Linked DNA regions of Ovis aries: region 1 is linked to region 2. Evidence: chromatin contacts called from public Hi-C data. All regions are on one chromosome and are shown on one strand. Each heading gives the region's core, a stretch centred on a gene start, on an enhancer-like site or on the middle of the called end of the contact. The rest is flanking DNA. Distances are from core to core; before and after follow the strand shown.

Region 1 (6,886 bases), core at 2,557-5,056, 300 kb after region 2:
GTTCGGCTTGATGCCACCAGGGCGGGAGCCCCTGATCCCGCTGCCAAAACCCAGGGCCCCTGGGCCCCTCTGTTCCCAAATGGGGCGGGGTACGCCCTGAAAGCCCAGCCCTCAGCCCTCGCCTCCTGCAGCGCCTCCCGCTTGCGTCCCAAGGCACTGGGGCAGAGCTCTGGCTGCAGCTGGACTCACCGTGACCCTCTCACATGTCTGTGTAAGAAGTCGGCATGGAAACGTGGGACCAGGGGATCCTTCTCGCCGTGTATGATTAAGGTGGGGCACTGGACCAGGGGGAGCAGGTCCCGACAGATGCTCCCTGCAAGACATGAGACAGCTCTCCTGAGGCCCTCCTGGGGCGGGGGGCGGACCCCCAGCCCCGCCAGCGCCTGGCCTGGGTCAGACGGCCTGAGTGCTTCCAGCTCCGACAATCTCCAGGTTTCCTTTTCTTTGTCTCTCCTGGCCTTTTTCCTTTAAGCTCTACTAGTGAACACGGAGTCCTGGCTGATTAAGATTCATAATTCATATAAAACAGCAGTTGAACAAAAAAACCTGCAAGTCTTCATATTACTTGGGGCATCTGAAAAGCTTCTCCCTTGAAATATAGGGGCCCCCGCCGGCCTTCCAATTCTGTGTTCCTCACAGCGAAGCCACAGCTTCAGCAGGACGGAAGCTGCCTTCCACCCCGCCTGCCCCCCAACTGCCCTGCCCCGAGAGATGACAGCATTCTTGGGCTGCAAGGCACAGGCCGGGCTCCGGGTCCCGACCTACCGTTTCCCTGAATCTGCTCGGACGGCAGCCACGTCGCAAAGCCAGAGCACACACCGGTCCTGTGTGACACCAAACCCGCGACTCGTCCCCATGCTACACTGAGCGGCCACAACCCCAAGGACAGGACAAGGGGCCCGATGCACGGAGCCGGCCCTGTGGCGGGAGAGGCTGTCTCCTGACAGCCTTGCTGGAAGATGACTCGTGATGCTGGATTCTCCGGGACACTTTCTCCCTCCCTTTCTCTTTGGCAGTAGACCTCATTTTTTAGTTTCAGGTTTACAGCAGAATTGCAAGGCAGGCACGGGCACACAGCTGTCTCCTTGCCTCCCCCGTCACCAACACCCCCATCAGACGTCTGCTACAGCAGACACGTCATCACCACCCCGCGTCCACGGTTCTCACGCTGTGGGTTTGGACAACCGTGGGATGACACGGATATGGCACCATGATACCACACAGAGTGCTTTCATTGCCCTACAATTCCTCTGAGCAGCTGTTCTAAGAGGTGTGTAGCGGGATCTCACTGTTTGGTCTGCATTTTAATTAGGCTGTTTTCTTACTGTTCACTTTTAAGAGTGTTTTGCAGGGACTTCCCTGACGGTCCAGAGGTTAGGACTCTGCACCTCCACTGCAGGGGAGTTCCATCCCAGGTCGGGGAACGAAGACCCCACAAGCCCCGGGCCCCTGTCCTTTGGGAAACAGTCACTCCTGCCTGTGGCTTGTCTTTCCAGCCTCCTGAAACATATTTCAAGGGCCTGTTTCTATGGGTGGATACTGTGTTTGAACAGGATATACTTGTTCTGAACTTACAGCAAAATAGTAACATTTCCAAACGTCTTTCTCATTATGAAAGTTCTGACAGATGACTCATTCTGGAAGTGGCTACTGAGGAGACAAAACTGGGCCCTGAATCATAACTGTTTGGTAACTGATGTGTTTCAAGGTCCGAGCCCACCTACTTTCTATTCTTTTGGCAATTAGAGAAATGAGAGATCACAAATGAAAACAGCTCTGAGAACAGACTTTAATTCAGAGCTCCCCTCAGGGAGCCAGTTCTTGTTACTGGAACACACCTGTCCCGGCCGCAGTGACACCGCCGCTCTGAAGATGGGAAAGGGCTGAGTACCCTTTTCCTTGTCCTGACTCTACTGGGGCCAAAGGTCATGACAGAGACCCCCTCCTCTCCTGTTGGTAACAGAGGTGGCAGTGGGCTGATGCCTTTAGATGTGAAAAGGGGGACGTCTATGTGAGACTTCTGGAGACAAAGGGGAAAAGACCAGCATGCTACAAGACTCAACAAGGTGAACTCCGTACACGTCTGTCTCTGATGCCAGGAGGGTGTGCGGCACAAGAGCTTGCCTTTGTACACGATTACCCTCTGCTCACGCGTCAGTGTGGAGGATGGTGGGCGAGCGTGTCAATCCCTGAGGAACTCTCAAGCATCAGGGGAACTCACTTGGCCTCTCTAACCAGCAAAAGGACCGTTAAGCGGCTTGTGTGACCTACCGTCCGGAAGATGCTTAAATTGCTCTATGCCATCCACCCACTTTTCACAGGTCCTGGCAAAGTAGTCGAACCCATAGAGGGCTTCCAGAGGCTTTCTCGCCCTCTCACTCCACTTAGAAACATCCCGGATGCCTGGAAGACAGACAGCCGTGTGGGCAAGGATAGGTTTAGTCTCAGACCAGAACTCGTCTGTGAAAACCCTAAGCGCAGCGCGCCTGGAGCCGTGGCGCTGGCTGCTCTGTTGGTGGGCAAGCTGCCCCTTCTCCATGTGGCTCGCCAGGCCCCACCCCGGCCGGCCAGGCCTTCCCCAGCCCCCCGTGCCGCTGCCCAGCACAGTCACAGCTTCTGCATCCAGGGTGAATGCTGAGCGCTATGTCAGGGTTCCGCTGTGTTCTGTCCCCCACGATGGCCCTTGGGCACCAGCAGATTCTGACTGAGGGAACGAAATCAGATCTAAAGTAATGGCTTCCATTAAAGGTATAAGACAGAAGCGGGTATTCCCCTAACTGGGGTCAGCAGAGTAAAAATGAGATTACTTACAAGAGTTTTTCTGAATTGCATTTACATACACTGAGAAATGCATAAAATCATTTGCTCCAAGTTCTAACGCTGGAGAAATTCTAACTACTAACTGTCTCACAGAGGACTCTGATCAGAAAGGAAATGGCTTCAGAATGGATAAGCGAATTCAATCCCTTAGCCCAGTTTTTCCATTTTTCTTTAAAACACGGTGACTCTGTGGAGAGTCTGATGCTCCTGAGCACAGTGAACAGTGCTCACCACGCCCCTCAGGTACAGAGCTGCGTCTGCATGACCCGCCCTGAAGACGGGACTGGCAGGGCTCACGTGGTGCGCTGCCCCTGTGATGGCTGGGACAGGGCCAGGCACCTGGAGGCCCAGCACGAGCGGGGTGAGTGGGCTGCTCGAACTGCTGCCCGGGGCAGGCGGCCCAGCAGAGAGTGCCTGCCGTTCTCCTCCTGCTCCCCTACCCTGCAGATGGGTGCTGGGGTTGATTCCAGAGGCTGAGGACGCTGAACTGCTCTGGGTGGACCTGAGGAGACTTCGGATGGGAGCGGGGATGCCTGAGAAGTAGAGGGGGAAGGAGTGGGGGCACAGGAGGGAGAGCCGGGGGAAGGCCCCAAGGGGAGGAGGGGGAGGGAGACGGGGGGGGGAGGGGAGCGTGGGGGGGCGGAGGGGGGGGGAGGAGAGGGGAGCGCGGGGGGGGGGGGGGGGGAGGGGAGCGTGGGGGGGAGCAGAGGGGGAGGGGCGAGGGGAGGGCGGGGGGGCGGGGGAGGGGAACGCTGGGGGGGAGAGGGGAGTGCTGGGGGGGAGGGGAGCAGAGGAGGGGGAGCAGAGGGGGGACTGGGAGGGGAGCTCGGAGGGCGGGGGAGGGGAGTGGAGGGGGGAGGGGAGCGTGGGGGACGGGACTGGGAGGGGAGAACAGGCGGCAGGGGAGGACGGCGAGGGGAGAGCGGGCATGTGGACAGCTGGCGCGGGACCCGTGGCTCTGCCCTTGGCCATGGAGCGGACCACACCCGCCGCAGGCCCTCCTGCCATGAACAAGGCGCTCTTTCATAACATATAATTTCTGCTGCACGGCTGAAGTCTGCAGTGGTTGATGAAAAGGAGCATGAGTGCGTGCGTGTGTGCGCATAAAAGGCAGGAACCCTGAAAACACAGCAGACTGGTATGACCGCTAGAATGCAGGGCTGCCTTGAGGAAGAGTGACTGTTTGCTGGGGGAGGGCGGACACGGCTGAATGGGGATGAAACTGGGCCTCCCCTGGCACCATCAGTGGTTCCCAGGGGCAGCAAGTGGACAGCTCGGAAGGAAAGCATTCTCAGTTTATGCTCACCATTTATTTTGTTTGTTTTCAGTTCAGTTCAGTCACTCAGTTGTCAACTCTTTGCGACCCCGTGAATCGCAGCACGCCAGGCCTCCCTGTCCATCACCAACTCCCGGAGTTCACTCAAACTCACGTCCATCGAGTCGGTGATGCCATCCAGCCATCTCATCCTCTGTCGTCCCCTTCTCCTCCTGCCCCCAATCCCTCCCAGCATCAGAGTCTTTTCCAATGAGTCAGCTCTTTGCATGAGGTGGAGCTTCAACTTCAGCATCATTCCTTCCAAAGAATATCCAGGGCTGATCTCCTTCAGAATGGACTGGTTGGATATCCTTGCAATCCAAGGGACTCTCAAGAGTCTTCTCCAACACCACAGTTCAAAAGCATCAATTTTTCGGCACTCAGCTTTCTTCACCGTCCAACTCTCACATCCATACATGACCACTAGAAAAACTATAGCCTTGACTGGACAGACCTTAGTCGGCAAAGTCATGTCTCTGCTTTTGAATATGCTGTCTAGGTTGGTCATAACTTTTCTTCCAAGGAGTAAGCGTCTTTTAATTTCATGGCTGCAATCAACATCTGCAGTGATTTGGGAGCCCAAAATTTTTTCAGATTAAGGGTAAGCAATTATTTGCTGCTAATCAAAAAACCATCTAGTCAAAGCTATGGTTTTTCCAGTGGTCATGTATGGATGTGAGAGTTGGACTATAAAGAAAGCTGAGCACAGAAGAATTGATGCTTTTGAACTGTGGTGTTGGAGAAGACTCTTCAGAGTCCCTTGGATTGCAAGGAGGTCCAACCAGTCCATCCCTAAAGGAGATAGGTCCTGGGTGTTCACTGGTAGGACTGATGCTAAAGCTGAAACTTCAACACTTGGCCACCTGATTCGATGAGCTGACTCACTGGAAAAGACCCTGATGCTGGGAAAGATTGAGGGCAGGAGGAGAAGGGGACAACAGAGGATGAGATGGTTGAATGGCATCACCAACTGAATGGGCATGGGTTTGGGTGGACTCCAGGAGTTGGTGAGGGACAGGGAGGCCTGGCCGGCTGCGGTTCATGGGGCCGCAAAGAGTCACACAGGACTGAGCAACTGAACCGAATCAAAAAACCACAAAGCGATCAGAATCTTTATAAAGCTAGTGAAACAACTAGAAAATTGGAAGAAAAAGGTTAAGAAATTATGCAGAACCCTACACACAGCAATGCTGAGATGGAGATGAATAAAAACAGGGAAGTGGAGACTCAGTCTACAAAGTTCAATCAGTCCCTAAAGGGTAGGGAGGGGAGAGGAGGGGGAGGGGACGGGAGAGGAGGGGGGGGGGAGGGGAGAGGAGGGAGGGGAGGGGAGAGGAGGGGAGGGGAGAGGAGGGGAGGGGAGAGGAGGGGAGAGGAGGGGGAGGGGACGGGAGAGGAGGGGGAGGGGAGAGGAGGGGGACGGGAGAGGAGGGGGAGGGGAGAGGAGGGGGAGGGGAGGGGAGAGGAGGGGGAGGGGACAGGAGAGGAGGGGAGGGGAGGGGAGGGGAGGGGAGAGGAGGGAGAGGGGAGAGGAGGGGGAGGGGAGAGGAGGGGGAGGGGAGAGGAGGGGAGTGGAGGGGAGGGGGGAGGAGGGGGGAGGGGAGGGGGAAGAAGCTGGGGGAGGAGGAGGAGCAGAAGTAAGTGGGTGGGTGGACACCCACTCAGTGAGGAGAACCCCCCAAGGAGGGTTTTTTGTGTTTTGTTAAACTCTGACAAACTGGGGAAATGGTTTGGGAGAGGAGGGACAGCCACGGGGCGGGGCTGGGGTCACTGGGGAAGGTGCGGCTGCTGAGGGCTGAGCAGCTCCTGAGCTGGCAGCTGGATGCCCTGACTGGGGGCCTGGTGAGCAAGCCAGCCGCCTGCACGGGGCCTGGGCAGGGACCCCAGCCAGTCCCTGGCACCCACAGTGCCGGCTGCGTGCACTGGAGCCTCAGCGGGACACAGACAGGCCGTGGCCGGGCCCGCGGCTGCATCTGCCAGCCCCTGCTCTGTGTCTCTAAAAGTCCTCACAGTAAGCCTGAAGGACGACCTCAGAAAGTGTGAGCAGCACAAGAGTTTCTCATCAAAACTAAGGTTTCCCACCGGAGTGCACTGCTCCCTTCCACACTCAGGGCGCCTGAATGAGGCTGCAGCTTACACTTCACGTCAACCCCCTCCTTCCCAGAGGGTCACCAGCACAGCAGGAAATGTAAACACTGACTTATCAGCCTTTGCCTGAGTGTCACTTCCGGAAGCAGGAAACTTTAAAACGCAGCCTGAAGTGGCCGACTTTGCTGAGAACGCTTCATATTTCCATCACCTGTCAACACACATCCAAGCAGGGCCGGGCAGAGGACCTACCCTGGTAAATCTCTGTGTCCTGCTCAGTCACGTAGGCGTTGGCCCCCCAGATCACCATCTTGCTGACATACGAGGGGTACCGTGCGGCCGCGATGAGGGCTGTTATCCCCCCGTCGCTCCACCCCAGCAAAGAGACCTGCTTAAACTTCAGCGTCTGGACAAACACAGCAAAACGCACAGCACGGTTAGGGCTCTTAGCTGTGGAGAGAACCTGAGATCAATAATGCCTGGATTGACACAGCTGTGGCGTGTCCTTGGGTCATCAGAGAGACACCCTGGAGCCCACGATCTGTGACATAAACGTCTCCGCTCAGTCTGCTGCGGTGGGAAGGCCGCTGCCACAGACGCCTAGGCATGCGTACAGCATCCAGTACTGTTCTGAATCGGGAGGGAGCTACATCTTCAGGGTGC
Region 2 (6,246 bases), core at 2,542-5,041:
CAGGCGTCTGTGCTGCTTTTCCGCTGGGGGAGTTACTGGTGGGCTTGTAATCTCTTGGTTTTAATTATTTATCTATTTTTCCTTCCTGTTATGTTGCCCTCTGTGTTTCCAAGGCTCGCCACAGACTCGGCAGGGAGAGTGTTTCCTGGTGTTTGGAAACCTCTCTTCTTCAAATTCCCTTCCCGGGACGGGCTTCCCTTCCCGGGACGGAGCTCCCTCCCCACCTCCTTTGTCTCCTTTCTCGTCTTTTATATTTTTTCCTACCTGTTTTCGAAGACAACGGTCTGCTTTTCTGGTTGCCTGATGTCCTCTGCCAGCCTACAGAAGTTGTTTTGTGGAGTTTGCTCGGCGTTGAAATGTTCTTTTGAGGAATTTGTGAGGGAGGAAGTGGTCTTCCCGTCCTATTCCTCCGCCATCTTTCCCTCCCCCCGTGTGTGTACTTCTAAACAAGCACGCAGGCCTGGGAGGATGTGTCCTGAGACCCTGAGACTCTGCCCCGGGTGTAGCTTCTTCCTTTCCTCCTGCCCCCAGCCTGCCAGGCGGCGGTGGGGCGGGCAGCCTGGGAGAGAGGGGTGGCTCAACCCCGTCTCTCTGCCAACGGCTGGGGCACCACGTGGCGGGCAGCGCAGGGTGTGTGGACCGGAGTCTGGGGTCTGCGGCCAGCTGCCTGGGCCCACGTGGCCGAGAGCGCTTGTCAGGACCAGACAGGCCACTGCGGGGAAGACCCCGGGTCAGCAGGTGAAGGGGCACCGGTCTGTCTCCAGGAAGTTCAGGGACCAGCTCCTGACCTTGGCTGGACATCCTCGACTCCGGCTGATGCGAGGGGCCTCTGGATTTCAGTCAGGCAGTTTAGGAAGTTAATTTTATCTCAATGTGGATCTAGTGAGTTGCCTGCAAAATGAGCAACCATTCTCCTATCTAACAAAACCGGGACTTCTGAAAACTGAGATTCAGTGACTGAAAGTAGTTCTGGGATGCCAGCCTCTGTGGTTTGAGTCCCGGGTCACGTGAAATGTCCTGGGAATCCGTGTTGCTCCTGGGAAGCTGATGTGAAGGGCCGGTCCTGGGAAAGTCGGCGCTCTGCACGGCTCACGGGGAGACGGAAACGCACCCCAGCTCTCTGTGCTGTTCAGCTCAGCTGCTCAGTCGTGTCCAGCTCTTTGTGACCCCATGGACCGCAGCATGCCAGGCCTCCCTGTCCATCACCAACTCCTGGAGCTTGCTCAAACTCATGTCCATCGAGTCAGTGATGCCCTCCAGCCACCTCATCCTCTGTCGTCCCATTCTCCTCCCGCCTGTTAGCTCTCGTATTTTAAAGACAAAACACTGTGCTTTCTAGTAGCCAGTCAGGATGTCTGGTAGCTGGAATGAGGGGTAAAAGCTCAGGTTCCCGGAAGGTGCCATGAGTCATGCCCATGCTGGTTTTCTCTGAGTAAAGATCTGGTTTTTCCCTTCTAACCCCACATCTAAATGACTTCTCTAGTACAGGCTCCATTTCCAAAGGCCCTGTGGTCGCCTTAGCTGTGTCACTGGGGGCGGGGAGGGGCAGCTTCCCTGGCGGCAGCCACCACACACACTGGCGGGGCCAGGGTCTGGCCCTGCCCACTGTGCAGGGTGTGGATGGAGCTGGCCTGCCTGTCCCACTCGGAGAGGCCTTTGGGGCCTCTGTGGATTTCAGATGGCCCCTCTTCTGCACGTGCCTTCATCTTTGGGTCGTTGAGACCCAGACTGGGGCTGAGGACCAGGCTCCCAGGGCAGGACTGGGCCCACGCGAGGCTGAGTGCCCTTCTGTGGAGGGCGACCCCAGGGTGGCGTCCCCACTGCAGGCGGCCTGTTGGCCTGTGTTTAATTTGGGAGCCCATGTCCTGGTCTGCTCCTCTGATGGAGGCCTTTCTGCTTCGACCCCAGGACTGGTCGCCATCAAGGAGGCCCATGACATTGAGACCAGGCTCAACGAGGTGGAGAAGCTTCTCAAGGCCATCATCAGCATGCCGCGCAAGGTGGGGGTGTGGGCGGGAGGGCAGGGCAGGGCGCTGGGTGGGCCGGTGGGTGGCAGGCGCCCTCCTGGAGGCGTCGGGGGCGGGGCGGGGCCAGGAGCCAAGGAGAGGGCGCCTCCTTGGGCTCTGGGAGCTCCAGTGTTTTCTCCCCCTGGGAAGAAGCGGAAGCAGGGGCTCACAGTTTATTGGAAAGTGAGGGGGATGTGTGAAACGCCGGCGCAGACCTGGCCTGCGTTGTTCCCACGGTCCCCATCCTGCCTTCCCTGGGCCCCGAGCCCCCCGAGCTCCCCGAGCCCCTGATCGGGGCGCGGGGACGTGGCCCAGGCCATCCCGCCAGCCGGAGGAACATGTGTAGGAAGGAACATGCTTCTCCCCAGTACTCCAGGTCAGAAGTCGTGCTCACCTTCTTCGAAAGATCGCCCCTGGATCAGGTGTTAAAGAATGACAACGTGCATAAGATCCAGCCCAGCTTTCAGAGTCCAGTGAAGATCTCAGGTGAGAGCGCGGGGGAGGCGCGGGGTGGTGTGGGCGCAGCGCGGCCGAGGGTCCCGGAGACCTTCCCAGCCCCTGTCCACGTGCTGGGCACGCCTGCCCCCCTCGGGGCCCGAAGAAGGACAGAAGCGGAGGGGAGGGGCTGCTTCCAGATCTTGTGAAACGGTGCGCGTCTCCCTGCTGGCCTGCTGCTTGCCCGCTGCCTGCTTCCAAAGGTGTATAAGTCGGAACTTACTTTTAAAAAAGAAATGGTCTATGAGGAAAGCATTAGTGAGGCGTCTTGAAGCGAATGGCTGGAATCCATCACCAAGCGCAAAAATACGAGTTCAGCTTGCGCGGCATTGCCTTTGCTCTGGGCTTTAGGGCAGGTGGGACAGAAAGGGACACCCGGTGTGTAGCTCCTCAGTGTGGGCCTTGGGCTGCGCCTTCTGGCAAAAGTCAGCAGCGGGAGGAGATGGCCAGCTGTCCTGCAGGTCTCAGGGGAGCGAGGGGGAGCCGGGGCTCAGCCCACTGGCAGCTTCCTCTAATCCAGGCTTCGCACGTCACTGTGGCACCAGACTCTCTCCTCGGTGCTGCAGGCGAGGCTCTGAGGAGCGTTTTGTAGGGAGAGGTGTGTCCCGGGAGCCCAGGAACTTGTCTGGGCCCGGGCGAGGTCCTGTGGGACCACGCCCTGAGGGTCGGGGAGGGTGCTCCCACCGGAGGTAAGATGTACCTTCGTCATTCACTGAATGGAGAACTGGACGTATCCAGACGAGAGGAGGGTCAGTTCAGGAGTCCTTTCCATAACACGGTTCCTTACGGCAGCGCCGCCAGCCCCTGAGGTCCTGGCCGCCGAGAGCCGCCCTGCTCCCAGTCTCGGCCCGTGTTGGGGGTGTGCACAGACTCGGGGATCCCCAGGCCGGGCCTCCCCCCAGGACACGTCGTCAGTACCCACGTGGGCCACCCCAGATCTGACTTCCTGTCTCATTGATTTGTTGATTTCCTGTGGTCCTAGGCAGGTCAGGATGTGGCCCGGCAGGGTCTCCCGTCACTGCGGAGCCCTGCTCGGAACAGGCCTTCAGCCTCCTCCCCGCCGGGCCTGTCTCCTCTCTCCCGCAAGCCCGCCCATGCACGTCCACTCCGGTCCTGCTAAATTCCCCTCGCTCCTGAAAGGGCCCTGGCCCGCGCTCACCACCTTTCCTCCCAGACTTCTCTGACGTGGCCTCTCGGGAGGCGCCGCCGCCTGGGGGGCAGCCCTGCCTCGGCTCACTCAGGCCTCCAGGCTGACCGGCTGGGGGCCAGGCCTCCACTAGGTGGCGCCAGGCGCTCGTGGCTTAAGGACCAGCCGCCTCCCGGGGCCTTGGTCGTGGCAAGAGCTCTGGCCTCTTTGGCGAGGCTTTGAGTCGATGGAAACGGAAACATTCTTCACACGATGTTAATCTAAAAGCTTGTTACCAACTCTAAGAAAGCTGTGCAGCTTAAAAGGAAGCATACACCTTTGAACTGATATCAGCCACAAAACCCAGAGTATTCAGGTTTGGGAAGGCTGGAAATATAATTTAACTTTTTATTACTACTAAGTCACTTCAGTCGTGTCCGACTCTGTGCGACCCCATAGACGGCAGCCCACCAGGCTCCCCCGTCCTTGGGATTCTCCAGGCAAGAACACTGGAGTGGGTTGCCATTTCCTTCTCCAATGCATGAAAGTGAAAAGTGAAAGTGAAGTCGCTTAGTCGCGTCCGACCCTCAGTGACGCCATGGACTGCAGCCTACCAGGCTCCTCCGTCCATGGGATTTTCCAGGCAAAAGTACTGGAGTGGGGTGCCATTGCCTTCTCCGAACTTTTTATTAGCCAGGCATTTGTACAGTCTCAGCCTTAATTTTCACCAGCGTTTGTTAGAGTCTTTATAAAAACTATCTCATTTAACGCCCCCCCCCAAAAGTGCCCCTTAGGATAGACACTGTTATTCCCATTTTACAGGCTTCTGCTGCTGCTGCTAAGTCGCTTCAGTCGTGTCTGACTCTGTGCGACCCCATAGACGGCAGCCCACCAGACTCCTCCGTCCATGGGATTTTCCAGGCAAGAGTACTGGAGTGGGTTGCCGTTGCCTTCTCCTATTTGACAGGCTAAAAAACAGCAAAGAGTAACCTCCTTCACAGGCTTAAGTGGTAGACCTGGAGTTCCCTGGAGGCCCAGCTGGCTTCTCTTCGCCGACATTAAGGAATGGTCTGCAACCAACGTGTTCCGGGGTCTGGCTCCACTTTCTAGATTCCGTGTTCCAGAACTGCAAATCTCACATCTAATAAAGACCGGGAGGTTCCTATGTGAGGTGGCTATTCGCAGCACTTATGTTTGTTTCGCTTGTAGGATCCCCCCCGCCGCCCAGTTCCCCTGGAGAGGGGTGGGAGAGAGGATTCGGAGTTGTCAGCTGGCTGTTTTCGCTTGTAGGATCTTCCCCCCCAGTTCCCCTGGAGAGGGGTGGGAGAGAGGATTTGGAGTTGTCAGCTGGCTGTGCTGAGGTCGCTGAGGTTTTACATGCTTCCTGGGGCAGATTTGAGTCAGTTAATAAAAGCAGAAAAGAAGGTGGTCCTGCGGGCTCCCCGGTGGTCCAGTGGTTAAGATCCATGCTCCCAAGGCAGGGGGGCTGGGGTCAATCTAGTCAGGGAAGCTGCACGATGCGGCCCCAACAATTGTTTTTTAATTTAAAAGAAAGAGTGGCTCTGTGCTGTCCCACGTTTCGAGCTGTGAGGTTGGGGGTCTTGCCCCCGCTGTCAGGAGCCGTCCCCTGTGGGTCTCTCTGCCCACTCAGGCACTTGTCAGCCTCCTCTTTGCACCCGGTGGTGCCCTTGACCTTGGCGGTTACAGTCACCGACTTCTTTCTGGTTTTCGGCTCCTTCTTCTGACTCACGAGCTTTCTCAGGCAGTGGGGTCTGGGGGGGCTCCACCGGGAGAGGAGGTCGAGGACAAGGCGCTTGTTGGTGCCGCTCACGGGGGGCAGGTCCAACGGCCCACCTGGAAGGGCCACTGAGATGTGCGCTGTCCCTTCTCCAGAAAGTTGGAGGAAGTTTCAGCCATTACTTGGCAAATCTGTCTGATGGACAGTCATTTGGTCCTGGGAGCGGGAGAAGGAAGCCTAGTTTCCTGCCTTCTTTTTGCGTGGTTTCCCTAAGTGTCTTCCTACGGAGAGGAGCTGAGAAAACTGAGCTGCGAGTACCTAAAATACCTGTAACGATTACAAGCAGACACGAAGTTACAGTCTCACTTGTTTAAAACGAGCAGATCTGTCCATGGGGATAAAATAATCTAAATGATGGTTATGGTATAAGAAATAAAAGGAAACGATGCCCCAGACAACCAGGGCATCAGACGCCCGCCGAGATGGCAGCACGGGGCGTCCTGTGGCCTGACCGGGACAGAGAATGCTGCTGTGAGCTGTCCACGTGTGTCAGGGCCTGCGTGGAAGACGGTGGTGCCTTGGGAAAGCAGGAATCTGGAGTGTTTTTAAGCACGTTTTTAAAGTGAGGTAGGTGGAAGGCCTGAGCATGGGGCTTGCTGACCAGGGTTGGCAGTTGGGGGCCAGCCAGCGTTCAGGCAGCTGCTGCCCTGGTAATGCCCCCCAACCCCAGCCCCCGGTGCCTGTTCTTGGGGTTTGTGGTCTGCTGAGGGAAGGGCTGGGCATGCAGTCCAGGAAGTGTCAGCCGGAGGAGGAGGACGAGAGGAGATGCGTGAGCCCCAAATGTCAGAACTTCAAACCCTGACCCCCTTGTGAATTACCTC

Evidence for each region. A called contact is a pair of places that touch in the nucleus more often than the background predicts.
Region 1: a contact with region 2 is called in a Hi-C map of hypothalamus, with 2.7 times the contacts expected there. The contact joins two enhancer-like sites. A contact is called at or near these places in 2 of 16 Hi-C or Micro-C datasets (hypothalamus and muscle).

The regions. Positions count from the first base shown.
Region 1 is chr20:49,653,730-49,660,615 of ARS-UI_Ramb_v3.0, forward strand. It overlaps BPHL (biphenyl hydrolase like), which reads right to left. Exons shown (of 6, transcript XM_027958683.3): 4 at 6,476-6,629; 5 at 190-313. Among named protein-coding and RNA genes, the nearest start is that of BPHL, 13 kb to the right of the region's middle. Within about 2 kb of position 3,807, at least 6 of the 54 cell types and tissues checked have an H3K27ac peak or open chromatin away from gene starts, as enhancers often do. A contact at or near this core is called in hypothalamus, where this site is marked.
Region 2 is chr20:49,352,515-49,358,760 of ARS-UI_Ramb_v3.0, forward strand. It overlaps PXDC1 (PX domain containing 1), which reads left to right. Exons shown (of 5, transcript XM_027958671.3): 2 at 1,909-2,000; 3 at 2,375-2,492. Among named protein-coding and RNA genes, the nearest start is that of PXDC1, 21 kb to the left of the region's middle. Within about 2 kb of position 3,792, at least 10 of the 54 cell types and tissues checked have an H3K27ac peak or open chromatin away from gene starts, as enhancers often do. A contact at or near this core is called in hypothalamus, where this site is marked.